6 separate regions of the Mus musculus genome follow, and regions 1, 2, 3, 5 and 6 are each linked to region 4. A link is a contact called in public HiCAR-type, HiChIP or PLAC-seq and promoter capture Hi-C data. All regions are on one chromosome and are shown on one strand. The core of a region is the stretch at or near the end of the contact, and the rest is flanking DNA. Distances in the headings are between cores, read along the strand shown.

Region 1 (3,554 bases), core at 617-3,116, 910 kb after region 4:
ATTTACCGCTCTCGTAGTTACTGTGTGAGGCGACAGAAATATGCGTGTAAAGCCATGAGCTCTGAGGCCCACAGAACTCGGGGCCCGAGTCAGGAGATGTGGCTACATTCAGCTCTGTGGTTGCTCTGCCGGGCCTCCTTGGTTCTCCAGTGTGCCGTGGCCCCAGTCCTGGTGTCTGCAGTAAGTCCCTGTACCAAGCGCAGCCTGCAAAGCACAGACCCACACACCTCTCCCATTCCTAGCAAGGCCAGAAACAGGGCAGAGAGAAGCTCTCGTTTTACACTGCAGCCAAGACTGAGAGATGTGTGGATGCCGTGAGGTCATGGATGGTGCAAGGAGCCTGGAACCTGCTCAGTGGGCCAGAAGCCCTACAGCCTTGCCTCGCTCCCTCTAAACAATGGTGAGGGGAAATCTGACCCAGCAAAGCCAGGCATTTTGGTTTCTACTGCCTCGTTCTGCTTCGGCCAAGGATTTCACTTCTGGAATTTGACAACTAAGGCTTCGAAGCTGGTTACCAGTCCAACAGTGGACATTTTAAAGTGAGGTTCAGCTGGCCTTAAGTCATAAAAGACATGAGACCAGCCAGGACCAGTGGCATTTAAGACATCATGATGATGCATTAAAGGGGATAGGGGACCAACAGAGGTCTCAGTGTTTATTCACCTTTGTTCCCAAACATCCCACCTCCACGCCCAGCTCCTGGTTAATGAACAGAATTTAGTTGCTGTCCCTTGAACTGTATAATCTGCTCCACAAAAAGCAAAGCCAGTTTGTCTCCAAGCACTCCCAAGTCTCTAACTCCCTGGCTACAAGCAGTCTATGGAAAACAGCTGTCGCAGAGTAAATCACCCGGCCCTGAGAAACACCAGAGTGATGGTGGGTTGGTTGCCCCCCCCCCACTTCCCTCCTCTAAGTGTGTTTTGAAGTCCTGGTTGGAAAATTAGTGAAAATTGTAAATCTGTTTGCAAATCTGGTCTTGTCTAACTCTGAGATTAGGGCAAAGATTCCAATTTAAAAGTAAAACCATGACAAGCCATGAAGTGTGTCCTCAGGCACTGCCAACAGGCTCTCGCTCACGCCCACGGCAGCAGAGTTATTACAGGCACCCGACACATTCCCCATCAGACACCCCTGGAGTATTCACTTGAGACAGTGGGGTTCAGTCTGTACTTCCTCTGCAGACCAATATATTATTATAAATTGAGCTAAACTGTTTCCTTTTTGTAAGCGCTGTGAAGTGCAGGCTTCGGTTATCAGCACAGGCGCGGTCATAAGGTTCCTTATTTGGACTTTTAAAGACTAATGTGAAAGGGCAAAGCTACACAACAGTTGCTTTTACATATATATGCTTTTAATTATGAGATTTTTTTTTAAATAGGAATTTATTTTAGTTTATAACAGGAGTACTCAAAATTCATTTAAAATACCAAATATGGCATCTTCATAAAAATACGTGCTAAATGCACACTTTGGGGTACACTTGTTATGACTGAAGCAGGACCATGGAAACCAATAAGGTCATCTACATCTGAAGGCAGAATGTAGAAAGTGCTAATGTTTTGAGTTTATCACCTCTAGCACCGAGAGACTCACTGAATGTTCGAACACCTACTTCCCTTGTAACAACTATATCTTGTAACAACTACATCAGAAGGATAATGTAATCAATTCAGTGTCTTAATAATGTGCCTAATTAAATGCTTTCAACATTTATCTAGTTATTAAATTAAAAACAAAAACAAAAGCGCTTTAAAACCGAAAAACAAAGTAAATTCAAACAGAATGCCATCAGCTTGGCTTCCCTTGCAGAGCCACGCCTCTTAGTGGCAAGAAGTGTACTGAAGCCCACAGCAGTGCAGTAGCAGGGGGAGGAGGGGACACAGGGTTACCTGGGGTCAGAGAAAGGCCCAGATGTAGGAATGCTGAAACCTGAGTAGGCTCAAATGTCAGGTTCTAACTCCTGACTCTTACTAGCTATGTAACCACGGATGAGCTAACTAGGCCTCTTCTTTTACAATAGCAAAAATTTGCCTCTTGGGGTTACAAGCAAATTTTCAGAATTCTTCACTTGTCATTAATTCCTAATAAATGTGTTTGTTATTAATATTACTACCATTGCAGATATCCATTATAAGAAGAGACTGGGCAGGAATATATTAATCACATAGGAAATTTGTTTTTATGTTCTTTCCTTTTATACTCTACATAATTTATCTCTAGAGTGAACATATGCTGCTTTTTCTTCTTTAATTATGCATGTGTGTCTGTGTATAGGTATACAGATATGAGTGCAGGTGCCAGCAGAGACCAGAAGAGGGTATCAAACGCCCTGGCGTTGGAGGCGGTCTTAAACAGCCCAACAGGAATCCCAGTCTCTGCAAATGGAGTGCACATTCTTTATAAACCACTGAGTTAGCTCTCCTGCCTCCACACTTTGCTTTTTAATCAGAAGAAATCATAGAGGATGTTACTAAATGCACAAAAGAGCGCTGAGCTTTTACACTGCAAACCAGTGGTGGTTTCATATACAGATAAACAGGAAGGTATTTGAAAACCATCCTGGCTCTTCTGGACTCCACATATGCAAATTATTACTACCAACACAGTATCCCAAGAGAAGTCCTTTATTTGGATTCAAGCCAATTTCTTGGGAAAACATGAAAACTTAAGTTATAATCTTTTTAGACAAATGGTATTCAATAACAGGAATAGAGACTTCAGAATAAAAATTTGGATCCTGAAATCAAATTGGGTGATAAAGGGAAGGGATGACCTTAACGTCGATGGCATTCCAGAGGTTTCAGCATCCTGAGAGCCAGCTGATAGGACCACAGTTAGAGTGGCCCAGGCGTTCTGGTCTCTGTGCCGCCATATGGATGGCCATCCTCCTCTGAAGGCTGTTTATAGAGTCTGAGGTTGCCTATGTGAAGCAGGTGTGTATGAGATAAAGCAAGATGCAAATGGAAGCAAGACACTGAGCTGAAGCCACAAACATAGCTTCATGTGGTTATTTCCAACCTACTCGTAAACACCAAGGCAAAAGCCTCAGTCTGGCCTACTGCAGAGTTAGTGCTCCCTCAGGGTTAATGTGATTAGTGTGTCTGTCTGTCTGTCTGTCTGTCTGTCTGCCTGCCTGCCTGCCTGCCTGCCTCACTTGTGCCTTCTTCTAATGTGAACAATATTCATCTCACTAAGGATGTTTTATTTTAATATCCATTATGCTAATCAAATGATAAAAGTTTATGTCTGATATTAGGAGTAATAATGGTATTTTTTTCTTTCCTTCTTATTGCTACAAATTGTATTGGCATATATTCACTGTGTACATAACTGGCATTGTATTTATATAAACTGTTGGTCTCTTGTTTAAACAAAGAACAAGATCCAGATGCTAAGATCTCCCAGCAAAGAAAAGTAGTGTGTACTTAACACTCTTTTAGTTTCTCTATATTTATATTTATAAAACACCTGTAGTCGTGCCAGTTAATACTGTTTTTCCAGGCATATAAATATATAAAATCTCCTTCAAAATTGAGCTTATTTCAGTGGTAGAA
Region 2 (3,641 bases), core at 143-2,642, 530 kb after region 4:
CCATGACTGGTTCCGTCTCTTAGAATAAAGTGATACAGCATTTGCCTGCAACCCATGACTGTCCTCCTATAGACACTAAGTTGTCCCTAGATATGATCTTAGCACCTTGCAGTCTGTAAATGCTAGGGAACACACAGTGTGCTGCTGTGTTGTGCACAGAATACTGAGAGGAGAAAGACTACCCAACATATTCAGCAAGGATGAAACGGGTTTTCAGATATTGCTGGTTCTGAGCCATCTGAACCCACCATAGCTACAAAAGCCCCACTGTACCTCAGAAAAGACTTGGATCATTTTTGTAGCTGGGGAGATGGCTCAGAGGTTAAAGGGCACTTGTTGTCCTTTCAGAAAACCTAGGTTTGTTTCCTATCACCCAGAAGATGGCTTACAATCAATTCCAGGAGGCTTGACACTATCTTCTGACCTCAGTTAGCACAAGGCATGGATATGGGGCACATGGAATTTAATCATTTTCTCTTTTTCCTTAAGTTTTCTTATTATTTTTTATTTTGTTATTGTTGTTTGTTGCTGTTTTCAAGACGGTTTCTCTCTGTAACTCTGGCTGTCCTTGAACTTGCTTTGTAGACTGGCTGCATCTGCCTCCCAGGGACTGATATCAAAGCATGCTCAAAAACCACCCTGTTCCTTGCCTTATTTTTAAAATTCTTGCCTTTATTTGCTTCTTTTGTGTCTGAGTATAGATGTGCCTGTCATGGGGGACAGGCATTGTGTGTCACATCTGGAGTACGGACTTGCAAGGAAAAGTTGTGTGAGTCCGTTCTCTCCCTCTACTATGTGGGCCTGGGAATAGAACTCAAGCCATCAGGCTTGGTGACAAGCCACCCATCTCTCTGGCCCTCAATTATTTTCTTAGTCAATAAATCTCCTATTGCTTCCTCTCTTATTTGGGGACAGTTTTTCTTACTGTAATGGGGATTATTGACTAAAGGTCTAGGACTTGTCTAGGCTCACGACCAGCTGTTGAGAGCAATCAGGCTCTTGGCCAATCCATCAGGAGATCACCGGTGGGTGGGTGGTTTTAGTCCTCAGGAGGCTTCAGGTCCAAGTCTGAAGGCTCAGGGTGCCTGGCATAGATGGAGAATGGCATTATTTATACCTATGGGTATCAGAGATAGAGTCTCCCTTCATCTTAGAGACTGCAGCAGCCATGCAACTATCACCTCAAGGTAAGGAGCAGGGACCCAGGCGGAGGTCTCTTTCTGGGTCTGTCTCTTTTAGAGATGTGACAAGGAGAAAGAGAAGCCATGCAAGCCCTTAGTAAGGTTGCTGATACCCCGACTTGCCGAATGCCATAGCGGTCTCCATGGAAGCCTTCCCATCAACCATCCTGCCACTTGCACTGCCTGGGAGCTCTTTGCTCTTCAAGGCTGTGGGTCTAGCCCTCAGCCCAGCATCAGCTGGACAGTTGTTTTCCCAGATCCCTTTGCAGTCAGAGCCAGTCGGGTGACTTTAATTTGATCAATGACACAGAAGAGGACAGGTGCTGGCTAGCTTCCAGACAAAAAGACTTCTAAGCTGCTTTCCATTCCGTCCTTTGTCCACCTGCCTTTAATCTCACAGCCTCTCTGTGTGTGTGTGTGTGTGTGTGTGTGTGTGTGTGTGTGTGTGTGTGTGTGTGTGTGTGTGTATGTGGGCATGCACATGCACCAGTTTTTCAAAAGAGGCAAAGGAAAGGCCAGCACGTGAAGGAGGGCTGCCAAGAACACAGGAGAAGCTTGGATGAGCCGATGGAACTGCAAGGCCTTCTCCAGACTCTGGTGGATTTAGTGAATGTCTACACTGTCTTCAGTTGTTGGCTGCCCTGACATTTTGTCCTACTATTTCTAGACACTGTCACCAGACCTGCCTGAAGCTTTGGGAAGAAACTCAGCACCCTGAAATTCCAAGAGAACAAAACAATAACCTTTTTTTTCACAACTCAATTGTTCTAACACAACAGCTTCAACAACTAGAGACACCCCCAGCCTGGGTATCTACACGTGTGAGTAAGCTCCAGTAGTCTATTTGGGACGCCCCCATTAACCACTGTCTGCCCTGACATCTCTCATCCAGCAGCACCAGCAAGCCACTTTATTCTCCCTGTGACGTTGTTTCTTTAGCTGCAAAACTGGGTACTATGACATCTCCTTCACAAAGTTGCTAACCAGAGCTTTCTGCAAGAACAGCACAGATTCAAAGTGATCCCCTGATGTCACAAGTCCCTGCCATCATTTAGGGCACGCTGGATTCCTGAACCCCATTGTTTATTCTTTACACACACCCCTCTGAACCCAGCTCTCCTGAAGGTCTTCCAGCTACTCGGACACCACTCTCAGACCCCCCTTTCAGTTCACAAAGTTGTCCCCTGCCTGGGACAATAAGTTCCTTGTCTCCCTTTGGAAGCTCTGCTGAACCCCACAAGAACACACACACACACACACACACACATGTGCATATACACACATGTTGTGCATATACACAATTAAGGACAGGGGAGGTGGGGGATCAGCTCTGAGGTCTCTTCACTTGCTCAACGGTTGTCTCTCACCACCCTCTGAGCTCTCCAAGGGGAAAGGACATATTCCCGAGCTTCTTATTACCCCTCTACCACCTAGCAGACCTAACCTAGAGGGAACAATCCACAACTATGTAATTATTAAGAGAAAAGACACAGAGAGCTCAGCTCTGCGAACATGATAAACTCACAGCTTCAGAGAAAATCCACAGCACCGCGGTTTAGAGGTTCACCTTCCATGCAGTCCTGTGAGTAAATTCTAGCTGAGCCACTTAGCAACTGTGTGATCCTAGGCAAGTCGCCTGACCTCTGAACCTCCATTTTCTTGCCTACAAATGAGAATCGGAATAATAACAATTTAATAAAGTTGCTTTGAGGATTAAATAAATTGGTAAAAAAAAAAGATACAGAGTGGTAACTCACTTGTGTGCATGTGTGTGTATATGTGTTCAGTGTACATGTAAAGATCTCACTATATAGCCCAGGCTGGCCTTGAACTTGAGATTTTCCTTTCTCAACCTCCTTGATGCTGAGATGACAGGTCCCTACTAATGGTAGCTAATTTTCTTATACTCCTTGTTAGAGCTATCATGATGCTGGAGACATTCGGAATGAGACCTGGGACAGGCAATTCCACTCTGGATTAGACCATTCAGGTTTGTTCATCTGATATTCTGCCTCATCCATGAATGCTTGCTCTACCAGACTCCTTTCTGGTCATCAATACCACCGAGGCAAAGCTTGTCCTCTGACCGCTCCCCAGCTCTCCTTCCCAACGACCAGCGGTCACACGCACACTCGCTTGATTGATAAAGTCCCTATCTGGTCATTTACGATCTGGCTGCTATCGAGGCAACTCCTGCCAGCTCGAAAAGCAATTAATCTGCAAACAAGCTGGGCAGCAGCAGGCCTGGGCATTTCAGTCTCGGGCCGGGCTACTCCGGAGAGCAGACAAGACTGCAGCCGGCTATTTATTGTACATTTTAATTAAGTGCTTGTTAACGACAGTTATTTTAACAGTCATAAAATTACTGTTGTAATGTATTTTGTTGGAGGGAGAATGGAGGGGCCTCAGGATGTTATGAAAGCAACCACAGATTGCCTTCACTTTAAATCAGAGAATAAA
Region 3 (3,566 bases), core at 384-2,883, 680 kb after region 4:
CACGAGATATTCACCCTGTAGCCCAGGCTGGGCTGGAACTCTCTGGGTAGCCCAGGCTGGGCTGGAACACTCTGGGTAGCCCAGGCTGGGTTGGAACTCTCTGGGTAGCCCAGGCTGGGTTGGAACACTCTGGGTAGCCCAGGCTGGCCTGGAACTCTCTGGGTAGCCCAGGCTGGCCTGGAACTCTCTGGGTAGCCCAGGCTGGATAGGATTTGTGATCATGCTTGGCCTTTTCGGTACTGGGATTGTAGGTGTGTACCACAATTCCTGGCTATTTTTCAGTTTTGAAGAGAGAACCCTCCCTGGGTAGTATGTGTCCCTGTGTGTTTTCCTGTGTAGGAGACACTACAATAGAAAAGACATCTAGAAGCCTGCAAAAGTGCTGTTTGGGAAGACATTAAAACCTCTAATAAATCCAAATGAACTATCAGATGCCCTATGAAACAAACTTTCCAGCATCTTCAGGCTTCCTAGTAGAAGCCCCAGACACAGTCTCTAGAATCCAGCAGTCCAGCTCTGTTGTGGTGCCCTCTGGGAAGCAGTCGTGCGTGGCACAGGGTGGTTTCCTCTGCATCCTGGCCACACTGTGAGTCCAGGACCTCGGCCTCCTCCACCCTGACCCGACTACTGCTGAAGAACCAGTGAGCCTATAACAGGAAGAACACAGGCGAAAGGAAAATAGGTCAAGACACAGTCAAAATTATGTTTGAAAATTGCCCCTTTAATCCAGGACTGTGCTCTAGCCCTGTGGGGTATGGATGCAAAGCTTAGAGTTCCTGAGAGGCGGCCTTCTCGGGTAGCCTCCAGTTTACCCCGGAGGTTGGGCAATAAAAAGGAAACAAAAATAATTGACCAGTTTTGCAGTTAGCTGAACCCGGCAGCAGCCCCTAAATAGCTCTCACTTTCTTGGAGCTTGTGGTCCTCATAAAACTACAAGATGCGTTTCAAAGCTATGAATTTGCTAAATAGAACTTCATTTCCTCTTCTTATTAGAGGTAATTAAATTTATTAGACGTCAGTAAAAGCCTTGTAAACAGAAAATATGAATGCTTATAAAAGCCTGCTCTTTCTTTTCAACCCAATAATTAAGATGCAAGGAGGGAGCGGCTAATATCGGCTTGTAATTTACGAGGTGCCATTCAACCCTGAATCCGAGACAGACTGCGGAGGTATTAAACACCAAAATGAAAATAATGCCCACTGAAACGCGTTATTTATTAAGTACATAACTACTCAGAAATAAACACATCGCGGAGGAACTTGGCGTGTTTGGTGGAAACGGTGTGTATACATCACCTCCTGCCGTGGATAGATTACCCATTGAGTCGGATCCTTAAATCAAAGTCATGCTTGCTTAAATGCAAACTGCCAGTGGCAGTCAGCAAGCCCTGAACTTACTCTGCATTCGCTTTGAAGGCAGCTCTCAAAGACACTGCGGTACAATGGTTTTTAACCTTCTCAAAAGAAGAGAACTCCCCCCAGCAGCCACCTGAAAACCAGAAGCAAGAAGTGGGGAGATTCTAAAGAGAACAGTAGCAGTTAACAATTGTGACAACCCTCCTTCCCCACTGCATCCCAGGCCTGCACTCTGGTGACTGGACGAACGCTACAAAGAGCCCAGGAAGTAGTCAATTCAGGCATATTGTGTCAGCGCTCCGGCAGAAAGGCGGACTTGAGACTCTTTAGAATACATGATTATAGGAACGATGGAAGCTCTATTTCAGCAACTTAGAGATTCCTTTGATTTTAAGGTATGTCATTACCTACTGTGTCACAAAGACAGGGAGAAGTCAAAGAGGACCAATTAAAGTGGCCAGGCACAGGCTGTCCTGAGACTCTTTCTGAGACCAGAGATGTCACAATGGAGAATCAAGACAGCCCCTCTAGAAGCCACAGGACACAATCAGAAAACAAAAACAAAAGCAAACCAAATCAAGAAAAAAAAATCTTGAGGCAACATTTAAAGACAATCTGAAAACTCTTATTTTGGCTTTGATGTATAAATAATGTCCCAATAAAGTTGCCACTGCAAATGTTATTTGGGGGCTAATGTTGAACCCTAAATTTCAATTGTATAGAGGGCAGTGAAGAAAGCAGTGAAAGAAAGGGCTAAGGTGCTACCCGACAGATCTGGCCAGCAGTTGGCACGGGCAGGGAGGAGCAAGAGCCCGCAAAGACTGGAGCACAAGCCTTGCAGTAGGGGAGCACCTGACGGAGGAGTGTTAGGGGAGGCAGAGAAGACTGCAGAAGGAGAAGCCAGAGAGGCCAGAGCAAAAGTGACCTTTTTCTTCTGCTCTTACAGGAAAAAAAATACTCTTTCTAAATTTGGGAGCGAGTTCATCCATCTACTTTACGCTAAAACCAACTTTTGATGGCTTCTAGAATATTTAAGAAGCAGCCTCCTGGGGCTAGAGAGGTGACTCAGCAGTTAAAAGCACAGGACTTAGGTTTGATTCCAGGCATGCACACAATGGCTCGCAACCACTGAAAACCCCAGTTTCCAGGGATCCAACACACACACTTGCACACAATATACATACATGTAGGTGAGTGAAACATTCATACACACAAGGCAAATATTGTGAATAAAGAAAAGAACCAGAGTCCCTTCACTTGTCTGCTATACCTTGAACGGTCCCTGAAGATCTGGTCTCTCCTCTAGGGCCAAGGCTTGGCTCTGAGAGGACTGGAGGCAACTGGGATGCTTTCAGATAGCAGGACAGCTGGGATATTTGACTTTTGTCTGGGACCAAAACTCACCTTCTTTTATACAATCACACACACACACAGAAGCTGTCGTACCCCTCAGCTACCACCCTGCACCAAAGAAACAACAGTACTCAGCATCAAAGAGCCAGGGTACTGTCCCATAGCAACAGTCAACTCTCCCGGGCAGTTGCCATGGATCTTGCTGACTTTTGTGGATTTTCCCCTCAAGCAACTTTGTGCCATTGGTTGGTGCTGTGAGCAGCCCCATTTTGTAGAAGGAAACTAGGGAACTGAGAGGTTGGTCAAGTTGCTTGCAGTGTACCACTGCACATGGGCTTATAACAGGGCCCCGAAATGCTTTGTGTGGAACTCCATATGTAACAATCTCGCCACTGTGCAGTAGGGGTCTTGCCAGGCCACTAGGTCAAGTTGTATAGGAAGCTACAGGGGTAGGGATACAGCTAAGGTCAAGTGCCTGCCTAGTGTGCAGAAGGCTGGGTAGGTTCCCCAGCACTACAAATAAATATTTTTTAAAAGTGTGAGAGAGAAATGGTCATGTGAATTTCTACCTTGTGAAAGCAGCTATGTCATGACTCTTCTCACCAGCATCACAGGAGGCCCAACACTCTACACCACACCAGATGCACTGTTATCACTGGCTAAGATGATAACCACCATTGCAGATGTCTGGTGACATCTCAGATACTCCATCTTTTTTAAATTGTTATTTTATGTGAAGGGAGGTTTCGGCTGTACGCATGTCTGTGCACCTCATATGTGCCTGGCACCTATTGAGGCCAGAAGAGGGCATTTGACCCCCTTGACTGAAGTTACAGACAGTTGTGAGCCACCATGAA
Region 4 (3,389 bases), core at 416-2,915:
CTGGCCGGCGGCAGCCAACCCGGCCGCCAGGCGCGTCTCGCCCTCTCCCTGTTCCTCCCCGGCTCCTCTCCCGCTCACTGGCGCTCCCCTCGCCCCTCCCTAGCGCCCGCCTCTCCTCCGCCACCCCCCTCTCCTCCTCTGCCCGGCCTCCCCCTCCTCCCTCCCGACTCTTCCTCTCCTTCTCTCTTTCTCAGACTCTCGAGCGCCGGCCCCAGGATGACAATCACATCCCAAGCGCGCCGATCGCTTCCAACTTTGCTCTCCTTTTGCTAACTCTGGGCGGAGCGGCAATCTCGACGTACAACTGGCCTTAGTCTTGGCTCGGGCCGTTCGGGAACACAAAGGGAAAGATGCAGCGGGCTGCGCTCGGGAGAACGCTCTGCGCCCTCCTCGCCAGTGCGAATAGCGAAGTTGGCGGACGTCTTGTTCTCCCGAGAGCTGGGCTGGGAGGTGGTTTTTCTCCCTCCACGCTCCACAGTGGCTTCTCCCTCCTGCCGGAGGTCTCTAGGTTGAGCTGGAGACCTGGAATTCAGATCCCAGGGAGAGTCGATGGATGCCGGCGCTCAGGGCACAGCGAGGCCGAGATGACCGCCTTTCTGCGCCAGCAACTGCAGCAGGTGGGCAAGAGCCAGGCCTAAGTAGAAGGGGCCCCGCTAGCCCTTCCTTCCACCCATCCCTGGCAGACGACGAGAAGAGGCTAGAGAGGAGACTCTGGGGTCTCTGGCTGGGGGTGTGACTTTTCTCTGGAACGAGGAAGGCAGTGGGCAAGAAGTGCCCGACGGAGAAGCTGTTCTACCCGAGTCGGTCCCCCAGACGCCCCCGGCCCCTTGCCATCCCAAGTAGCGATGCCTGCTTCTCATGTCTAGCCACGAGCAGCTTGCCCCGTCAGGTCTGTGGAGCCGGAGGGTGTGGGGTCTCGCCCCTTTTGTTCCACTAAGTCGCCTTCCACCCTCGCTCGCCCCCGCCCCAGTTCCACTGCAAACACTGGGCAGTGAACAGTGTCCAACCCAACCGCTGTTTGTTCAGCGAGGCGCTGGCCCGGCAAACACACACCACAGAGTCCCAGGCAGAGTTCTCGGAACACCCCCTCCCCAAACCCCCCACGGCCACACAGTGAGAAGGCAAAACAGACCCTAGTCCCTGGTCTCCACCTCCCGCCGCCGCAAATTACAAACGCACTGAAGCTTTGGGACAGACAGGGGCGCTGGTAAACCAGGACCGCCGGCGGCAGAGTGCACACACCACACATCAAGCATTTTGTGGCCTTTCACAACCCAGCCACGCGCAGGCTGGAGCGTAACAATACACAAAGTTTCCTGTAATGATTCTCACTAGCCAGCAAGCAGTTTGCTCGGTTGGGGCCGTGGCAAACACTAACCCCACGCGGATCGCACAGGGACCCGCACCGCGGCGCGCATTCACGCACGCGCGCAGACTGCCCCCTCACTTAGCACTCAGGATACAGGTTCCGCCCCCGAGAGGTTGGACCCCGCGGACTACATTCTCCAAGAACCTCTAGGCCTACCCCGCCCTTCCCCTACACAGCTTCGCCTCTGATTGGGCGTTGGTCTCCATTAGCCCCTCCTCTGGATGACGTAATCCGCTTCCCTCGGAGTTCCAGCGCCAGGGGGCGTGGCTGGGAGGGTCTTTGGCTGCGTATTGTCATGGAGACCAGAAGCGGTCGGCTGCTGAAGCGGGCGGCTGCGAGCTAGACTGATCGGCACGCGAAACCGGAGCCCTGGAGAGCGTGCGGCGGCCTGAGGCTGCCTCTCGGGCTGACCATTCCGGGTTCGGGGTAGGCCGGAGCTCTTCAGGGAGCGTCCCCGCCCCGACGCGCGGGTCCCCGCCTCCCGCGTCCGCACCGCCCCCCGGCTCCGCCCGCTCAGCCCGGCTAACGGTCGGCGCGGCCTGCCACGAGGGAGCGTCCGCGGCCCGCGCAGAGCCGCGCACCAAGCCGATGGCGGTGGACGCAGCAGGGCCCCGCGGTCTGAGTGCGGGCAGGCGCGCGTGGGCGTGTCTCCCTGGCCCACGCGTGTCCCCGGCATCAGTGTCTCGGCTCTGGTCCAGGACGAAGACTTCTGAAAGCGAGCCAAGGAGGTTTGTGCCACCGAGAGCCCAAGTCTGTCACGCAGACATCCTCATTACATAATCCTGCCACTTGGGCGACTTGACTGTTTCTGTCTCCCCCTCCCCATCTTGCTCCCCACTCTATATTTTTTCTGCTCTCTCTCTCTCTCTCTCTCTCTTTTTTTTTATTTTTTTTATTTTTTTTATTTTTTTTGGTGTGTGTGAAGGACTAGAAAGTGTCCTGCAAGATATTGAAACATTTAGAATTTGCGATTTTGTTTCTCTGGTTGTCACCTCCGCTCTACATCAAATTTAAGGCTCATTTCTTAAGGATGTCTCTATTTTCTGCTTTATTTGCACACTGATGGCTCTGCTGCTCTGCTGGCCTCAGCCGCCTGCGTCTGATACAGAACCGCGTTAATAAGAGAGGGAAGGCGAAAGCTGATCATTAGCAGGCAGACGGAACTCAGATAGCATCTGGCGTCCTTTTCTCCATGTTTACAAGAAAGCTTTTATATTCTCGCTTGGTAAACACATTCTTGCTGGCAAACACAAGGTTTTAACTTTTTATCTTGATACTAGGGGAGAATCAACACTCCTCCCCACACAAACACCTTTTTTTTTTTTTCCTTTCTGTTCCGTCAGCTTTTCCATTTGGGAAACTGTTCACTTGTTAGCTGTAGTTCCGGGTCTCTTGTCGCTGAAGCTTTTTATACACCAGCAGAGGTAGGACCCTCATGCCAGATCACCAAGACTCGTTTATTCCCCCTTACTGCTGCATTTGTATATTTCTAAACATGTACTAGGGCTAGGTTACTCTGTTTTTAATGTTGGCTTGTTAAGCTTCATTTAAAAACTTGCCAAGGGTTTATTGGTTTGTCGTGTCTGCACGGATCTAGTTATGCCTAGCTCTTAAAACATCGAGCTTTAAAATAAGACCTACGATTGTGCTGCCAAGATCTGGCATGGCGCTTGCTCTTCAAGTTCTGGACAAGTAGGGCTGTCATTGTTTCTATCAAGTGCAAAGGAGGTGACGCCTGTTTGCTTAGTGTAATAGTTGTTTACAGTGAAAACTTTAAAGACTTACAAAAGTAGACCCGCAGGATTTTAAAGATCTCGTCATTTCTGTGGCTGAGACACAGCAGCAGCATCAGGAAAGGCAACAGATTGCTTCTGTCCTATCGCTTGGCTGTTTTCGAGTGTTCTTAAAGGATTATGATTGATAAGGCTGTCTTGCTGGAGAATGTTGACACAGGTGTGCATCGTTATCTTAATTAAGATCCAGAGAAAATGTTGTCTATAAATGGAGACACAAGGAGAGG
Region 5 (3,554 bases), core at 531-3,030, 740 kb after region 4:
GCCAGACATGCAGCTGCATTGCGTTTCATCACGTATCAATTTTTACTGAAAAGAAAACCATACAAATTTAATCAGCTCTTCATATGGAAACATTTAACTTTTTTTCCCCTGGAGTTGTTTGATATTATTGTTTTAAGAGTCAGGATAAAAAAAAAAAACAGTCAAGATGTGTGATAGTAGTGGACATCCATTTCTGGCAGGAGTGCAAGTCTCATTTCCAGTAGACTCGAGTCTTAAATGCACTGGCGTCTCTGCCAATTGCCTGGCTCGATGAAGAACATATTACATGCCCATAACCATGAAGAGGACAAGGGGATCCATCCTGCACAGCTCTCATCGGACTCAAGCTGAGAATGAGACGGTCTGAGGAAAGCTCCGGCTTAGGGCATGCTGGTAGGGCATCTAAACCTCAGGGGTTTACAGTCTCTCCTTTGCCCTTCAGAGATGTTATCAACTAGCCTTGCTCCAGAGCTTCTACGCTCCGAAAGCCTGTAACGTGGAGCTCTTACATACTACCTATTAAAGAACTGTGTTCTCTCTCAGTAGCCATAAAATGTAAAACACCTCTTAAAAGAGACTTTCTCTGTTTCCCAGCCAAGGGCACACGAGATGAAAGAAGCTGACTTTTAAATACAATTTTAAAACACCGTGTTAAATAAAATGATGTATCGATACATGCTAGGTGATTCAAACACCAGCTCTGCTTTTGAGATCGTGGGCACTCTGGAATGTCCAAGTGATGTAATCGAAGGGAAAGCCAAGAACTTTGTCTCAGAAAAAAGTTCTTCAGAAGCCCAGGGCAGAGAAGAAGGAGCGCTGGGACCAACTGGATTTGGATCACCTGGCCCACAAGGGTCCCGCAAAGGGTGACCAATGCCTAGCCAGGACAAGAGCCTGAACTGTTGGAGCCAGTGTCAAATCCTTAGAGACTTCAAACCCTAACATGTTTAGAAAGCCATTTGTATTGACAGAATGCTGGCAATGCAGCCATTAAGAGTCCAGGCAACAGCTAATTCCTCTCGGTGTCACTTCAAGATGGCGTTACCTGAGCCGGGCGGTGGTGGTGCATGCCTTTAATCCCAGCACTAGGGAGGCAGAGGCAGGCGGATTTCTGAGTTGGAGGCCAACCTGGTCTACAAAGTGAGTTCCAGGACAGCTAGAGCTACTACACAGAGAAACCCTGTCTCAAGAACAAACAAACAAACAAACAAACAAAAGATGGTGTTACCTGCCTGCTCCTAAACCCCCAAAGGAGCTTCCCTTCACCAACACCGATTTTTCCCAATGGGGTGAAGAAATGGAGGCCTTTGTCAGCCATTGAGAAGACACTATTGAGAGGGGGACATCTGGAAACCACAGCACCAAAAACTTCACGTCAACATTATGGGTAACACTTTTTAGTTTTTTTTTTAGGCGAAAAAGAAAATGCCGTTCCTATTATGCAATCGGGCAACTGAAGATGTCTACCTTCAGAGAAGCGAGTGTTTGTGGTGAGACTTGGGCTGGAAGCTTAGGACGAGAACGCTCTCGTGCCGTCTGCTCTGGTTTCCCTGTCCCTTCCCATTAACGTTTTTTGCTCTCTGTGGCAAATCAATCAGAAAGTTAATCGTTGTGCTGATTTGTTGGTGCTTACTCGTCTCCCCCTTTAAGAAAATAAAGAAAAGAAAAAGAATGGCTTTAAAGGGGAAAGCTGACCCCGGCGTGTTAACAGCGCCACTGTGGTTCCAGGCTGCGGTCAGGCCAGCTGTCTAGTAAAGAGAAATTCCATTGCAGCACAAGTAATAAAACCTTCTTTTAAAGCACAGATACCATGCAGGGAGGAAATGTAAGCCCCTTGCAGGGGAAAAGGGAGGTGGGGCTGTCTGAGGTAAAATACGGCCTGGAGCAGTGGAGACTGGGGCCTCCACACGACTGGATAGTCTTCAATTGAAGCAGCTATTCCTCTGACCCAGAGGCCTCTCTTTTCCATCCATCGCCTTCAGGACTCTAGGAAGATGTAAGCTATTATGGGAGGTTATCATCATTGTTATTCATACGATGGAATGCTTATCATCCGCTCTGCTTTCCCAAAGCGACCGCTCTGTAAGATGGGTGGTAGGGACATTCTCAGTATGATAGCTAGCATGCTTAAGTCTGCTCTAGTGGAGTGACAGATACCAAGAGGCCAGGCCACCATGTCACTTCTGAGACTATCTTAGACTCAGAAGTGTTCTTAGACTCAAAATTGACAAACAATCGACTTTCCTTAAAATCTGGGTCAATACTCACTGTACTTACCACCCTTGACACTACACAAACTGGGCTAACTGGTCCTGGACTCCAGTAAAAGGCAGCGGTTTGCAAAAGGAGGGAGCTGGAATCCCATGTCCGTCAGTCACCACAGACTGTCACACAACCGCTCAGTATCCCTGATCTCGGCCAGACAGGAAAGCAGGGCTCATTGACCAGGTAAGGCTTTTTGACCCAGGAAAAGCAGCAGACTGAAGGCTAAATCTGATTCCTAATGTGGGCTCTTCATTACAACACTCACACCATCATCCCAGGTCGGTCCCATCCGGAAAAGCCTTTAGAATGGCAGGGCAGAGCTCATGAATGCTTGGCTAGGAGCTCAGGCCCGACTTGCCCTCCCCTTCTCCTCTCCTAGGCTGGAAGGGAGGGGAAGAGCGGTCACTCCAGGATGGTAAACTGCAGTAGCCACTTTAACACTAATGAATTACACAGAAAGATATGAAGACAAGTATTTCCTCCAGCCCTCCCAGCACAGGAGCGGTATGTAAACATTACGCTTCGCCCCCCGCCCCCTACCACTTTGGACTTAATTGTATTCCTAATTGGAAATGAAAATTAATTTGCTTTTGATCAATTCCAGGTGGCAGATCAGCCCAAACTGGTAGCAGAGCGTTTTCTCCTCTGTGAGTGACCACACACATGTGCCATAAACACCAGGCTGCGCCGGCATAAACAGGAAGCCCCTGCCCTGCGTGCAAGGGCTTCCGATGTCTCTCTGCCTCTCTTCCCTTGGCTGATTGGCACCATTCAATTTTTTAATAAAAGGATTTACCAAAGTGCCGGTGCTTGTGGAAATAAACTGCTGACAGCCTCGCTGCGTTAAGTGCGTAATTAAGGCTGTGAGGTACAGATGCTGAACAATAGTGGCCTACATCAAGATGTATGCGGTGGTATCACAAATAACCTGGCATCTGGTTTCTTTATCGAAGAACCTTTCTTACGGTTTGGATCTTAATTTTTTACAGTTGACAGCAGTGTTATTTGAGCCAGTCAGTGGCATCTGGCTGCTGGGGGGGGGGGGAAGAAAAGAAAGAAAGAGGGGGGGAATCTCCATGCACTTTAATTAATTGTGGAGAAATTACATGGCCCTTCAACCGTGTAGTTTGTCATCAGCGCGCATTACAGATTTATATTAGATGTTTCTCCACAGTGTCAGGAGTAATTAAAAGGGGGTAGGAAATGATGCCAACCAGCCATGCTTTAACAGCGGTGCTGAAAGTTTTCTATTTATTACAGCCAAACAATTTTAGAAGAAGATGTCAACT
Region 6 (3,220 bases), core at 611-3,110, 840 kb after region 4:
AACTACGGCCACAGAAACAACGGGCTTCTTATGATGGAATGGGATTTGATGGCTAGCCTCTGCATGCTGACTGACTGGTTTGTTTTTTTTTTTTTTAAACCTTAATGGAGTTTACAAAATCATTGTTCTTTTTCTTTTTTTCCCCCTGTTTTCTAAGCAGCCTAAAAGATTCGCCTGTGTCAGGAGCCTACCCTTCATCACTGTTAGTGCTGGCTACCTAATAAAGTTGATTCATAGCGAGGTGAAAGACACAGCTTAATTATTCTCCCCAAGCAGCCCCGGAGCCACTGGAAACAAGAGCAAACTGCAGCTCCCCAGGAGGAGGGCGTCCCAGACACACTTGCACGACTCTTCCTCCTTCTCCATCACTCTGAGATGTGACCCCTCAACAAGGGAATGAGTACTAACTCACTGCAAGGGAAGAAGGTGCTGCACGCCCACGAGCAACTCTACCCCAGCTTTGCCTGCTACTCTCTACAGCCTGTGCACACATCTCCACAGCCATTTCTTCCAGGGAGTTTCAAAGGAGACTCTCAAGATGACGATGTTGCTTCTGTCAGCTCTGACACACATGTGTTGGTAGTGATGACTTTGTTGACACTTTCTGCTAGAAAATATTTACATGGCACCTCTTGTCCGCGGTATTTTAAATGCTGTAATTATCCCTACCCTGGAAGACAACACAGAGTCGGACTGCCTATTTATTAGCAGGGCTGTAATCACCTTCACCACCAAACTGAGCTCCCAACCTGTTTAGAGCTTTAAGCCAGAGGAAACTACTGCCTCTCTGTGGCTTTTCTTTGCTGGAATTATGCTGGTGTTTTCCAGAACAAACAACTTAACCAGTAAACAAGGCCAGGGAGAGCAAGACGAGTCAGTAGTGTGGAAATAGAGTAAAGAATATGGTTAAAAAAAAAAAAGCATATACCAAGATGTCTTCTCAGAAAGAAGTAGTCTCACTCACTATTATAGAACCATTTTATTTTGCTGATTTTTTTAGTAAGTTCTATAAAGTATGATGATAATTTTATTCTCTCTTGGTCAACTTTCACCTGGCCTCTTAAGGGTAAAATAAAACGATGGAGAGACATTTAATGGCTCAATGAGCAGCACCCTAATTCGTAAATCTCAGTACACTGGAACTGCAACAGTATCCCTGATATACTACAAATAAGAGCGTTACGTCTAATCCATGTGGAAATAAACCCACCAGAGTGGCAGATCTTTCAACACAGAAAGCAAAGGGGTTAATGTCCAGCACAGAGCATCAGTGGATCTAGGTAAGCACAGGCATTCCTGTATAGTTCCCATCACGAATACTGGAATGGTAGCTGACTTCTCTCCAGTTACTGTGGAGGTGCCTGGCCTTGTCATTTATCTTTTCACGGAAAGCTATTCACTCTATATATGAAAGCAAGAAGCCCCCCAGCCCCACCAGGACACACATGCCCCTGATCTCCAGCCTCTACCTGTAAGAATGTTGCTATGCCAATCTGCTCACAGCCTAGCTGAGGGTGAAGCAGCGGGTGACTACAACAAACACTAAGGAGCTGGACAGGACCACATCCGGCCTAAAGGTGGCTGAGCATTCGCCACTCCCCGGGCATGTGAAAGTTACCCAAGCGCTCCACCAGGTTGGCTCCCGCCTTTCCCGTAACATCAGTAGCACAAAGACTGAAGTGGTCTGTCATGCACACTGGATTATATGAAGTGTAAAACATTGGGGGGAGAGAGGAGGAGGAGACTTTTGAAAGGGAATGGGAAAAAGAAATCACACTTGCAAGAGGATCCAGCTGACAGCTCAGTCCCTAACAAGTAAGACAAGTGAATATGTTCAGATGCTCTGTGAATGCAGGCAGAGCGCCGGCCCTTTGTCTGCAGCCCTACAGTGTGTCCTTAACCCAACTGCTGCCCGCACCACTGAACATATGTTTTCTACACAAGAGCCGAAGCAGAAAAGGCTCTTTGTTATAACTCACTCTTTGTATCTAGCCACCCCTCCCCCTTCCACTCACCCATTCTCTCGGTGACATCCAAGCCAAAGCCCCCGTGGAAAGTTTAACGGCCTGGGACAGGGAAGCCAGAGGCCTTCTTGCTGCCCTCAGGCTTGGAGAAATGGCCCCGCAGTGACACTAGGGGCGAGACCCACAGTTACCAAGTGCATCCTTCCACCAGGCCAAGGGCATGTCACCCATGCTACTTCATTTAATGCAGCTCTCACCATGAGAACAATCTCTGTGTTAAATGTGGAAACTGAGGCACAGAGATGAGAGTAAATTACTCCACAAAACTATAGTAGAGTTCAGTTTTAGAGACTTGCAGTTCAAAGTGCTTATGGGACACCACACACACACACACACACACACACACACACACACACACACACACACACACACACACTCGCGTACACTCAGACAGACAGACAGACACGCATGCATGCATATGATTCTGCATTTTAAATGCTTCTATATCTGAGCATGCATCTGGTCACTGTAGTGCTCAAACACAAGCAAAGCTGGGAAGGCTGCTGAAGAAATGGACAGTGTCGGTGATGAGGATTCAGATCTCCCTGCACTGGGACTTCAGGATGGGGAAGAAGGGCAAGAGCCCCATAGGGTAGATGCCCTATGGTGGCCAAGCTGGCCATAGGCAAGTGGCTTCTCTCTGGTCTTAGTTTACCCACCTGAAAATACAAGTAGTTATCGTCTTTACCTCAGGGATCTGAGAGGATTCATGTGTAGCTATGGTTTTCACCAAAACTCTGCTGTTGAGATGTAGAGAAACAAGGTGTGTTGGCCAGTTACAGGTATTAAAACAGATACCTTTCCTGGGTTAGTGACTTGTCCTGTTGCTATGTCCAAATGCCTGATGAAAAGCAACTTAAGGAGGTAAGATTTATTTTGTCTTACTGCCTCAGGAGACACAGTCTATTAAGGTGGGGAAGGATAAAATGGCTGGTCACGCTGCCTCCACAGTCAGGAAGCAGAGACAGACAAATGCCTGGACTCAGCTAGCTTCCTTTTGTTCCTTGTTATTTGGGTGGGACTTGTGGAGTGATAGTACACTCAGAATCAAGGTGTCTTCCCTACTCAAGTAACCCTCTCTCACCCAGAGGTGAGTCTCTCAGGTAACTCCAAATCCAGTCAGGTTGGAAGTGAAGAGGAGCCCACACTTCCTGTTGCTCCCCGGTGCCTCGTGTTCTGTATTCACAGCACACGTG

Evidence for each region. Promoter capture Hi-C pulls out the DNA fragments that hold promoters and counts their contacts. HiCAR-type assays count read pairs that join an accessible place to other places. HiChIP or PLAC-seq counts read pairs in DNA pulled down with a chosen protein or histone mark.
Region 1: a contact with region 4 is called in a HiCAR-type map of kidney, with 4 times the contacts expected there. The contact joins the enhancer-like site here to the promoter of Crnde in region 4. A contact is called at or near these places in 1 of 39 promoter capture datasets (embryonic stem cells) and 12 of 115 datasets of contacts at active chromatin or transcription factors (the NIH/3T3 cell line, bone marrow-derived macrophages, craniofacial prominence and 7 more).
Region 2: an H3K4me3 HiChIP or PLAC-seq map of craniofacial prominence shows a contact between it and region 4, with 9 times the contacts expected there. The contact joins the enhancer-like site here to the promoter of Crnde in region 4. A contact is called at or near these places in 8 of 39 promoter capture datasets (the HPC-7 cell line, cranial neural crest, embryonic stem cells and 4 more), 1 of 484 Hi-C or Micro-C datasets (epiblasts) and 15 of 115 datasets of contacts at active chromatin or transcription factors (acute myeloid leukemia, craniofacial prominence, embryonic basal ganglia and 9 more).
Region 3: an H3K4me3 HiChIP or PLAC-seq map of embryonic limb bud shows a contact between it and region 4, with 6 times the contacts expected there. The contact joins the enhancer-like site here to the promoter of Crnde in region 4. A contact is called at or near these places in 14 of 39 promoter capture datasets (the 3T3-L1 cell line, 3T3-L1-derived adipocytes, HPC-7-derived erythroid cells and 8 more), 20 of 115 datasets of contacts at active chromatin or transcription factors (the 230-238 cell line, astrocytes, craniofacial prominence and 10 more) and 1 of 9 other capture datasets (embryonic stem cells).
Region 5: an H3K4me3 HiChIP or PLAC-seq map of neural tube shows a contact between it and region 4, with 9 times the contacts expected there. The contact joins the enhancer-like site here to the promoter of Crnde in region 4. A contact is called at or near these places in 11 of 39 promoter capture datasets (the 3T3-L1 cell line, cranial neural crest, embryonic stem cells and 5 more), 5 of 484 Hi-C or Micro-C datasets (cortical neurons, gonadal supporting cells, nephron progenitors and 1 more), 22 of 115 datasets of contacts at active chromatin or transcription factors (the NIH/3T3 cell line, cardiomyocytes, craniofacial prominence and 13 more) and 3 of 9 other capture datasets (adipose tissue, embryonic stem cells and liver).
Region 6: a promoter capture Hi-C map of maxillary cranial neural crest shows a contact between it and region 4, with 15 times the contacts expected there. The contact joins the enhancer-like site here to the promoter of Crnde in region 4. A contact is called at or near these places in 9 of 39 promoter capture datasets (the C10 cell line, the HPC-7 cell line, HPC-7-derived erythroid cells and 7 more), 1 of 15 datasets of contacts at CTCF or cohesin (large pre-B cells), 17 of 484 Hi-C or Micro-C datasets (the G1E-ER4 cell line, beige adipocytes, cerebral cortex and 11 more), 26 of 115 datasets of contacts at active chromatin or transcription factors (the 230-238 cell line, the NIH/3T3 cell line, acute myeloid leukemia and 18 more) and 3 of 9 other capture datasets (adipose tissue, embryonic stem cells and pancreatic islet).

What each region holds. Positions count from the first base shown.
Region 1 is chr8:91,442,438-91,445,991 of GRCm38.p6, reverse strand. All of the region lies in intron 4 of Fto (fat mass and obesity associated), which reads right to left. Among named protein-coding and RNA genes, the nearest start is that of 4831440D22Rik, 24 kb to the left of the region's middle. Within about 2 kb of position 1,866, at least 40 of the 459 cell types and tissues checked have an H3K27ac peak or open chromatin away from gene starts, as enhancers often do. A contact at or near this core is called in craniofacial prominence, embryonic limb bud, kidney and 1 more, where this site is marked.
Region 2 is chr8:91,827,577-91,831,217 of GRCm38.p6, reverse strand. The region is part of intron 3 of Irx3os (a long non-coding RNA gene); the gene reads right to left. It overlaps Gm39223 (a long non-coding RNA gene), which reads right to left. Exons shown (of 3, transcript XR_879089.3): 2 at 2,707-2,844; 3 at 581-1,085. Among named protein-coding and RNA genes, the nearest start is that of Gm39223, 13 kb to the right of the region's middle. Within about 2 kb of position 1,392, at least 2 of the 459 cell types and tissues checked have an H3K27ac peak or open chromatin away from gene starts, as enhancers often do.
Region 3 is chr8:91,677,333-91,680,898 of GRCm38.p6, reverse strand. No RefSeq gene overlaps it. Among named protein-coding and RNA genes, the nearest start is that of Gm36325, 36 kb to the left of the region's middle. Within about 2 kb of position 1,633, at least 3 of the 459 cell types and tissues checked have an H3K27ac peak or open chromatin away from gene starts, as enhancers often do. A contact at or near this core is called in embryonic limb bud, where this site is marked.
Region 4 is chr8:92,354,396-92,357,784 of GRCm38.p6, reverse strand. It overlaps Crnde (colorectal neoplasia differentially expressed (non-protein coding)), which reads left to right and starts at 1,665. Exons shown (of 4, transcript NR_110452.1): 1 at 1,665-2,097.
Region 5 is chr8:91,612,042-91,615,595 of GRCm38.p6, reverse strand. The region is part of intron 8 of Fto (fat mass and obesity associated); the gene reads right to left. Among named protein-coding and RNA genes, the nearest start is that of Gm36325, 100 kb to the left of the region's middle. Within about 2 kb of position 1,780, at least 17 of the 459 cell types and tissues checked have an H3K27ac peak or open chromatin away from gene starts, as enhancers often do. A contact at or near this core is called in embryonic limb bud, nephron progenitors and neural tube, where this site is marked.
Region 6 is chr8:91,513,696-91,516,915 of GRCm38.p6, reverse strand. All of the region lies in intron 7 of Fto (fat mass and obesity associated), which reads right to left. Among named protein-coding and RNA genes, the nearest start is that of 4831440D22Rik, 48 kb to the right of the region's middle. Within about 2 kb of position 1,860, at least 13 of the 459 cell types and tissues checked have an H3K27ac peak or open chromatin away from gene starts, as enhancers often do. A contact at or near this core is called in neural stem cells and stem cell-derived motor neurons, where this site is marked.